Linked DNA regions of Mus musculus: all the other regions are linked to region 3. The links are chromatin contacts, called in public HiChIP or PLAC-seq maps. All regions are on one chromosome and are shown on one strand. Each heading gives the region's core, a stretch centred on a gene start, on an enhancer-like site or on the middle of the called end of the contact. The rest is flanking DNA. Distances are from core to core; before and after follow the strand shown. Region 1 holds the start of Calm5 (calmodulin 5). Region 2 holds the start of Ucn3 (urocortin 3). Region 3 holds the start of Gdi2 (guanosine diphosphate (GDP) dissociation inhibitor 2).

What was found. HiChIP or PLAC-seq counts read pairs in DNA pulled down with a chosen protein or histone mark.
Region 1: a contact with region 3 is called in an H3K27ac HiChIP or PLAC-seq map of embryonic stem cells, with 6 times the contacts expected there. The contact joins the promoter of Calm5 here to the promoter of Gdi2 in region 3. A contact is called at or near these places in 3 of 115 datasets of contacts at active chromatin or transcription factors (embryonic stem cells, extraembryonic endoderm stem cells and pancreatic cancer cells).
Region 2: a contact with region 3 is called in an H3K27ac HiChIP or PLAC-seq map of embryonic stem cells, with 4 times the contacts expected there. The contact joins the promoter of Ucn3 here to the promoter of Gdi2 in region 3. A contact is called at or near these places in 1 of 39 promoter capture datasets (cranial neural crest) and 4 of 115 datasets of contacts at active chromatin or transcription factors (bone marrow-derived macrophages, embryonic limb bud and embryonic stem cells).

Annotation. Positions count from the first base shown.
Region 1 is chr13:3,852,784-3,855,483 of GRCm38.p6, reverse strand. It overlaps Calm5 (calmodulin 5), which reads right to left and starts at 1,311. Exons shown (of 2, transcript NM_001008706.2): 1 at 1,190-1,311; 2 at 723-1,149. The coding sequence starts at 1,216. The coding sequence ends at 754.
Region 2 is chr13:3,943,945-3,946,644 of GRCm38.p6, reverse strand. It overlaps Ucn3 (urocortin 3), which reads left to right and starts at 1,296. Exons shown (of 2, transcript NM_031250.5): 1 at 1,296-1,804.
Region 3 is chr13:3,536,713-3,539,412 of GRCm38.p6, reverse strand. It overlaps Gdi2 (guanosine diphosphate (GDP) dissociation inhibitor 2), which reads right to left and starts at 1,338. Exons shown (of 11, transcript NM_008112.4): 1 at 1,070-1,338. The coding sequence starts at 1,114.

The sequences.
Region 1 (2,700 bases), core at 62-2,561, 320 kb before region 3:
CATGCATGCAGTGACATGTACACTTATACACACATACAGGCATACATCTCTAAACCCATGTGGATATACATGGAGAATATAGACAAACATGTACATACACAATGCACACAGACTGGCTTATGAAGACAGACATACACATGTGCAGAAGCACAAATATAGAGACAATTCTCACCCTCTTTTTTTTCAAGATTTTCGCAAAACAGGCTGTGTGTAAGAAAGAGGGTGACTTTTCTTTGTGCGGGTGCATTTGGTCCTGCCCATCCCAGGGCTTAAAGCTCAAAACAACTACTTCCTCCATGTGACCTCCCCCACCACATACCAGTACTTACCTTTCCTCCTTATGGGGAACTAGGGAAGACAAGAGGTAGGCAGAAGGCTTCTCCAGTTCTATGGAAGCGATCACAGGCCCAAAGTATGTATTGTTGGAAGCCCTTGGGATTCTCCTTTTTAGTTAAACACCAAGCACACAGAATTTGCATTTTTATTTAAACTGTTATAAGAGCCCTGGGAGGTAGGAAGTGCCCATTCCACAGCAAGAGGGAGAGGAGAGACACACCCAGGGAAACCATCCTCTGACCAGAGTCTCAGCAGGCAGAGAAGGGACTAGTGAGCAGCTCCAGATGGCACAGCATCCAGAGCCAATAAAGTCTTCCTCACTCATGAGATAGTTTCCATACACCACACAGACTTCTCTTCTTTTTAACACCACCACAAAAGCAGAGCGCTGCAAGAAGGCACAAGTGCCTGTCAGAGTCAGTCAGATATGTGGACCTTGTATACAGTCTCAATGTAGTGACTCAAAAACTGCTCATAGTTCACCTTCCCATCTTGGTCTGCACCAAACACATGGATCATGCCCTCCAGCTCCTCCTGGGAAAGCGGCTCTCCCATCTTGGACAAGCCTTCTTTGAGCTCATCCACAGTGATGTACCCATCACCATTCTGGTCAAGGACACTGAACATAGCCTGCAGCTCCTGCTCTTTAGTGTACTTTTTGATGGACTTAAAGAATTCTTCAAAGCTGATCTTGCCATCACCATCTGTGTCCAACTTGGAGATGAGAGCCTTCAGTTCCTCATGTGAGAGGTTCTTGCCCAACTGCTTCATTACATCTCCAAGTTCCTGGACGTTGATATGGCCATCCTTATTCTTGTCAAGCCAAAAAAAAAGGTCTGAAGTACTCGGCCACCTCCTCCTTAGTAAACCCGTGAGACATCTCTGTACCTTACAAAGCTTCTGAGCTTGGTGTCAACTGGATGTCAGTCTGCTGCTCCTGCGGTTTCTGGTCCAGTGCTCAAGGCTACTGCTGGGCTCTGAAGCTGTGCCTGTTGAAGAGCTGAGCTATAGGTAGCCTTGCCATGGCATAGGAACCCCCTCCTTTTCTGTGATTGGAGCAAAGGGAGGAGACTCCCCACCCTCCTCTCCTTGCCCCCAGGCATGATGCTCCTCCCAGGGAAGGACAGACAAGGAATGACATCATTTTAATGGATGAGAAGATCTGTGGATAAGTTGATAGGAAGTGGCCTGGAGGGCATGGGACAAAGCCTGCCAGCCTGTCCTGGCCCACATAGCAGACCACCCCACTGCATGGACATCTGCCTAGACACACTTCCCCTGTGGCTGATTTTCATAGAGGCTTTGACCACACTGGTGGTTTCAAGAAAGCTTCCCCAATTTCACAGAGACTCACTGGGGAGAGGCACATGTGTCAAAGAAGCTGTCAGGGATCAGGATCAGCAGTCCTTAGTGGGGTTCAGTTTAGTACCCTTCTCAGCTCTTATCCTAAGGGTGAGCTTGATGGAAAGGGGGAAGTACCAAGTCTTCCTAGATTTACCTATAGCCTTCACTGCACTCGCTAGTGCTGGGCAAGAAAAGAGGATGGGGCTGTCTGTCTTTAGCATCCAGGAAGTAAGGAGCTGGGTATCATTCTGCTGCTGTGGCATCCTTTACAAAAACAAGCGTGAAGTGTGAATTCAGAGGTGAGAGGAAGGATCTCTCATCTCCCCTAGTGAGTCCTACAATTCCGCAGCTAAGTCCAGTGTTCTCTGGACTCTCTGGTTCTCCATTGGAGATGAGAGATGTTCATTCCATGCACAAAGCAGGGAAAGAAACTTAGGTCAGAGAGTCTTGCCTGGGTGGGTGCTGCTTCTTCACTGGAAGGCAATGTGTGGCCAGCAAAGTCCAAGGACAGGGCAGCCGTGACAGGAACTTGAGCACTTTGGGATCTCCTGTACCAGCCCTAAGCACACTAGTCCACTTGGGACCCCTTACCCATGGCCTTCTGTGTATGCTCTACATTCTGAAAGGAAACCCATCCCTGTACAACCTGGGACAGGTTATTGGATTTAGACCAAGACCTCACTCTTGTGGGGTAGTCTTTAAGACTTTCCAAAGGTGGGAACATCGCTTGTGACTAGACATTTGCCATGTAGTACCCAAGATGAGGTTCAAGTAAGCCCCTTTTTAACTGCTGATGACTCTGCCTTCCTCCACTCTTGCACAGCCTTAGGAACAAACTTCTTTATTATCCTACTGAGAAACTTAACAAATTCTACCTGTCTCTAAGTCAATCAGTTTAATGCATCTCTGAAGTGAGAAATACCCAGATTCTCTGGCACTCCACCCTGGCTCCAAGCCTGTGTCTAGGGGACCTCGGGTGTAGAGAGAGAGATGCAAAGAGAAAGGCTCCAGTTAGGGAGT
Region 2 (2,700 bases), core at 47-2,546, 410 kb before region 3:
ACAGAAAACCTTCTCCTAGACTAGTATATACTAATTAATTGATGATAGAACTGGCAGATTTGAATCAAACACAAATCTAGTTGCACTTTACCTCTGACCTCCAGGGAATCCCATCCCAGACACCTCTTGAGAAACGGGGTTCAATTTCATATCACTCTGAAACTTGTCCGACTGGTGGGTAGAACCCAGGGCTTTGTGCTCTATCACTGAGCTACACTACAGCCCTTAGTTTCATATCTTATAAAGAAAGATAGAGTGTTTGAAGAGACTGGGTACCTTGGTCCCCTTCTTTACTTTTCCTTCAAAAGATTTATGGGCATGAAGGAGCCTTGATCATCTGAGAAGCCCACCTAGCTCTTCACCTGGAATTTCACAAAAGGAACAATCACCTGGGCTGGGGACTCTGGGTTTGACACGAAGACTACAGAGACCCAGTCAGTCCCACGGCTCTTTAAAAATTCTTCTCAGCCCAAAGTCTAAAGTGGATTAGAAATGGCATTGTGCCTAGTAAGGCTAGTTCTAACCTTATTCTGTTACCCTAAGCCTATGTGGTACCACCAGCAAACTATTTCTCATCTATGAACTAAGGGTCACCTATATGGACCCTGCCCCCTTCGAATCTTCTAGGACATATTAAGTGATGTTTGTTCTTTAAACAGGTCTTCAGAGCACTTCTAAGTATGGGCCAGACCTAACTTCCTTTTGCCTAGCTCCTTCCCCGCTGCCTCTGCCCCTCAGCTCTGTCCACACCAGATCACTGACCTACTGTGTTCACACCTCCTGCTCTCCCCTCACTGAGCATAAGGAGCTCTCAAGTGCTTAGATACGCTCCTTTCTAAACTAAGGCATTTGCCAATTGATAGTTGTTCTCTCTGTGTCTCTCTGTGTCTCTGTCTCTCTCTGTCTCTCTCTCTGTCTCTCTCTCTGTCTCTGTCTCTCTCTCTCTCTCTCTCTCATCTACCTCAACCTCTTTTCTATACCAGCCCCAACTCCCAACTTCCTTATCATTGAATTCTCTCAGAGACTGAAAACCATGCCTGGCACACAGTAGGTGTCCAGTAAATAGTGTGTTCACAGACTGGTAAAATTCAAGTGGTTTCCTATTAAAAATCTCTGGACACAGAAGTCTTTGCCAAGTACACAGTGATAATGAGCTGTATGAGTAGCTGGCTAACACTGCTGTCAGAACCCACAAAAGGACAAGGCAACAGATGAACTCCAAACCACCTTCTCTGCTTGCAAAGCAGTTTGGAGCCCCAGATTTCCACTGGGAGGGTGAGCGGGAGGGAGAGGTTAGAAGAGGCTAGAATTAGCTGGAATTAAAATCAGTAATGAAACTCTGTCCAAAGACATTGCTTCTCGGCTTACCTGTGTTTTGGGTTCTGTTGTTATTTGTTTTCTTTTGTCTTTAATTAATGAAGCAAGTTGCAAGGGCAGGAGGGGAAGAAGGAGGTGACTAGAGGAGGGGAAGGCAGGAGGGGTTACAGTCTCCTGAGTACCTGTCATCTCTGTGACGTGCACAGCCGGCTCTTGTATTTTAAATGAAATCTCATCCTAATGTAGACACTACATCTGGAATTACGATCCACCCTGTGATCTGCCACTTTTACATATATGCACAGGGGAGTGGAGCGGTTTCCATAGAGAGGAACGATCACAGCCCACTACAATCAGTACCAGAGAAGACAAAGCTGCAACCCTGAACAGTCAGAAGTTCAGAGGACCTGCAGGGAGTAGCCTCCTGGCCCGGAAGCTGTGCCCCTCGACCTGAGCATTTCCACTCCAGAGCAAAGTCCACTTACAGGTAAGGTTGTCCTCGGGACTGATTTATGAAGTGTAAATGTATTTTCTCTCAACAAGGGCTGGCTGGTAACTAGACAGCTGAGTTGTTAGCAGTTCCCGGTGGGAACTCATGGGAAAAGAGTGCTGAACTCCATGGCCAGGGTTGTGTTAAATCCGCAGAAATTGGTACCAGAGACACCAGGGAGAAATTATTCAGGGTGCAAAATGACCATTCTGAAGAAGTGGCAGATCCAATGCAGTTTGTTCTCTCTCTCTCTCTCTCTCTCTCTCTCTCTCTCTCTCTCTCTCTCTCTCTCTCAGCCCATGAGATGAGCAGGACACAAATCCATAGGTAAACCTATACAGCAGGAGCCTCCAGGGAGGCCAGGTCATAGCAAGAGAGGAAACTTTTAAAATTTTTCCTGGGAAAACTGTAGACAGTAATTTTGCAGCACTGTTTTCTGCACATATGTGTGCAGAAACACATATGTGTGGCTTCAAAGTAAGAACAACAACAACAAAAGCCCTGTGCCTCAAAGAACACGCTTCTCCCTCAGTAACAGGTAATAGCATGTATCTGCACAGACAATACATCTAAAAGGAGAATGGAAACTATGGTTTCCTGCAAATTAATCTCCTTAAGTGCCTAAATGCTAATCTGAATGTCAGTTTATGTAACAAATATTTATTGAAGATGTGATTTAGTTTAAGGCTCTGTTGGCTCTCTCTGCTGCTACCGAGGTTCTCAAGAGCCCCAAGGAACCACAGGGAGAGAAAATCTCCACATCACAAAAGTCTGGCACATCGCAGAAGGAAAGGCCAAAGAAATACAGAATTCGAAGTGGCCCAGGTCTTTAAGGTGCTGGCTTGTAAATTCAGGGCTTACTTCAGACTGAAGGAGCAACCAGTAGGGGTGGG
Region 3 (2,700 bases), core at 89-2,588:
CCCCCCCACACACACACACCGCAATTGATATTCAAAATGGTCGGTTCTCTTCCCAACTCCTTTTTGCAAAAGATCAGCCCTTTTGTCACAGTGGGGGGCCGGGGGGAAAGCACAAAGTATAAAAACCTGTCTATATTTTTCCCATATTTAAGCAGATAGATACTGACGAAAACGTACTGGAGCATTAGGGACCGCCTTACATTTACATACCAGTACATTCACACTGCGCATTTATTTTCTAACCTCCCAGAAGTGTAACAAGTACAGAGAACTTAGCCTCCCCCTTCTCAAGAAACTGTGGCGGCACGCAATAAACCAAACAAAAGGGAAGCACGGGCCGGACGTGAAAAGTATTTAACAGACAAGTTTTGAGAAAATTCATTTCCCATTTCAAGCGAGTGGATGAGAGGGCAGTGAAGCAATTAGAAAAAGGGTGTTTGTTTTTTTCCTAAAGAAACTCGTTTCATGATTTTCTCTAGAAACTTAAGTTGGCCAAACTCTAGGACAAATTATCGATCAGCGATCATCCTTCTGTTTGGCTTTCTGCGCCCTGAGACTAGCTGAGTAAGCTGCTGCTGCTGCTGCTGCTGCTGCTACTCGCCACTTACATAGGAAGTGCAGGCGCCAGCAGCGACTCCCTCCCGCTCGGTCCAGGGCTTGCCTGCTTCCAAGCGGGAGAGGTCATTCACCCAAAGGGGAAGTGCAAGGAGCACAAGCTGTTTTCCCGGTCCTCTTCCTTCCTGCAGGAGGACGAGGCTGTCTCTCTCCGGCTGCTGGGCGGTTCTGCCCTCAACTTCCCAATGGGCAGGCTTCCCACGGACACGTCCCGGCTTCCACATCCTGGTTTTCCCTAACACACTACCGACGCCTTCAAATCACTGCATCCCAACAAGCCACGACCTCCCTATCCCAGACTCAACGCGGGCGAGTGGGGACGGCCCCCAAGGGGGCGCAGACACCGGCAGTTCGGGCGCGGGCGAGGCTCGTGCACACCGATGGGACCCGCCCTCGCCCCCGGGCCCGGCGGAGGCCGGCCGGCCGCGTCTCCCCGCAGCCCGCCGCAGCTCACCGTCAGGCCGGTGCCCAGCACGATCACGTCGTATTCCTCATTCATGGCGGGGAAAGGAGCGCACGCGGGGGCTCGGAGGCCGCCGTAGAGAAGGGAGCGAGAAGTCCGGCCGCTCTGGGCCCCGGGGGTCGGGGGGAAAGGGAAAAAGCGAGGAGAGGAAAAACGGAGCTGAGGAGGAGGAGAGGCCGGCCGCCACCTCAACGGGAAGAGAAGAGCAGGGAGGGGAGGGAGGGGAGGCGGGGAGAGCGCGGGGTGAGGAGAGCGAGCTCCGGCGCCGGGGCGGGGCGTGCGAGAGGCCGACGGCGCCGTCAGTCAAGGGGATCCTGCTCTCTCATTGGTGAATTTCCTTAACCCCACCTCTCCCCCCCTCGTTCCCCTCTCGCGAGAGAAGGGCGGACTGCTGCCATCTTGGCTTCCGGTTTTGCGCTTTTTTTTTTTTTTTTTTTTTAAATTTCACCCGTCTTGTGCTCCTGTGGTATGGGCGGCGACATGCGAAGCTGAGGGTCTAGTTGAATAGGAGGAACAAGGCGGAAACTGCAGCTGGGCTACCACGTGCCTGACTCTCGCGCCAAGGTGTGAGATGGAGCACGGTTGTTTAGGCTTCGGGCCACGGAGCCCAAGCTCCGCCCTTGGGACTTTGAGAGGTGTACGTGCATCGCCCTGGCCGAGCGGGGCCAAGTCGTGAGGACGCCAGCCTCTCCGAAGGTTGGCAGCCTCGTTGCCTCTGCAGCTTGGCTCCTGGCCCTGCCCCTGCCCCTGCCCGCGCGGGGCTGGGAAGACCTCAGGATTCTGTGTGCCCTGCTTTAAACTTGTATGGTTCTGTTCGAACAAATAAATGTGTTCTAAACTGGTATCCATGCTTTAGGTAAAATGTGGTCCAGAATGGCTTTCCTATATAATGCTCCGCATTCTAGCTTGTGATGCAAAGCAGGTTATAAATTTAAGAGTTGATAACCCTGGTACCCAAGCAACTGGGCTTCAACTAGTCTCTCAGGCTGAAGGCTGCCAAAATGTGCTTATAAAGGCAAATGCTGAATTGCACTATATTTTGTATGTTTGCTGTGTTTCAGCCTCTACATGCAATTACCACACTAGAGGTGGGGCTTCTGAACCATCTTTGGTGTGCTGCCTGGTTCTGGATCCTGATCCTTGTTAAAACTTTGTTGAATCTAATTAATTTCAGAGTTGTTTTGTTTTGTTTGGACAACAGAATTGTCAGGGTGCAAAGTAGACCTTCCAGTAACCCTCAGGACCATTAAAGCAACATTTGCAGGCCCCTTGGACATCAAGCTCCACTGGCTTTGAACTAGCTGTGCTGTGCCTCGGCCCTTAGCACACACCTTTAATCTTGCTGGAATACAGGCACACCCTAAGTGCACACCTTTGATTCCAAAGGTAAAACTAGTTTATTAGAAGGAAGCACCCATGTTTAACAGTGATGTCTAATTGAGTGGCTTGACTGAATCAGAGAAAGGTTTGCCAGGTTATACCCAGCTCTCAAAAGAGAGAGGGAAGGGAAGCTATTTAAGAGGCAGTACAGAAGAGGAGGAGGAAGCAGTTTTACTGTGACAGTTATAAAGGGACAGGTTGCAGAGAGGACAAATTAGACACAAGTAAAGACAGAATGAGTC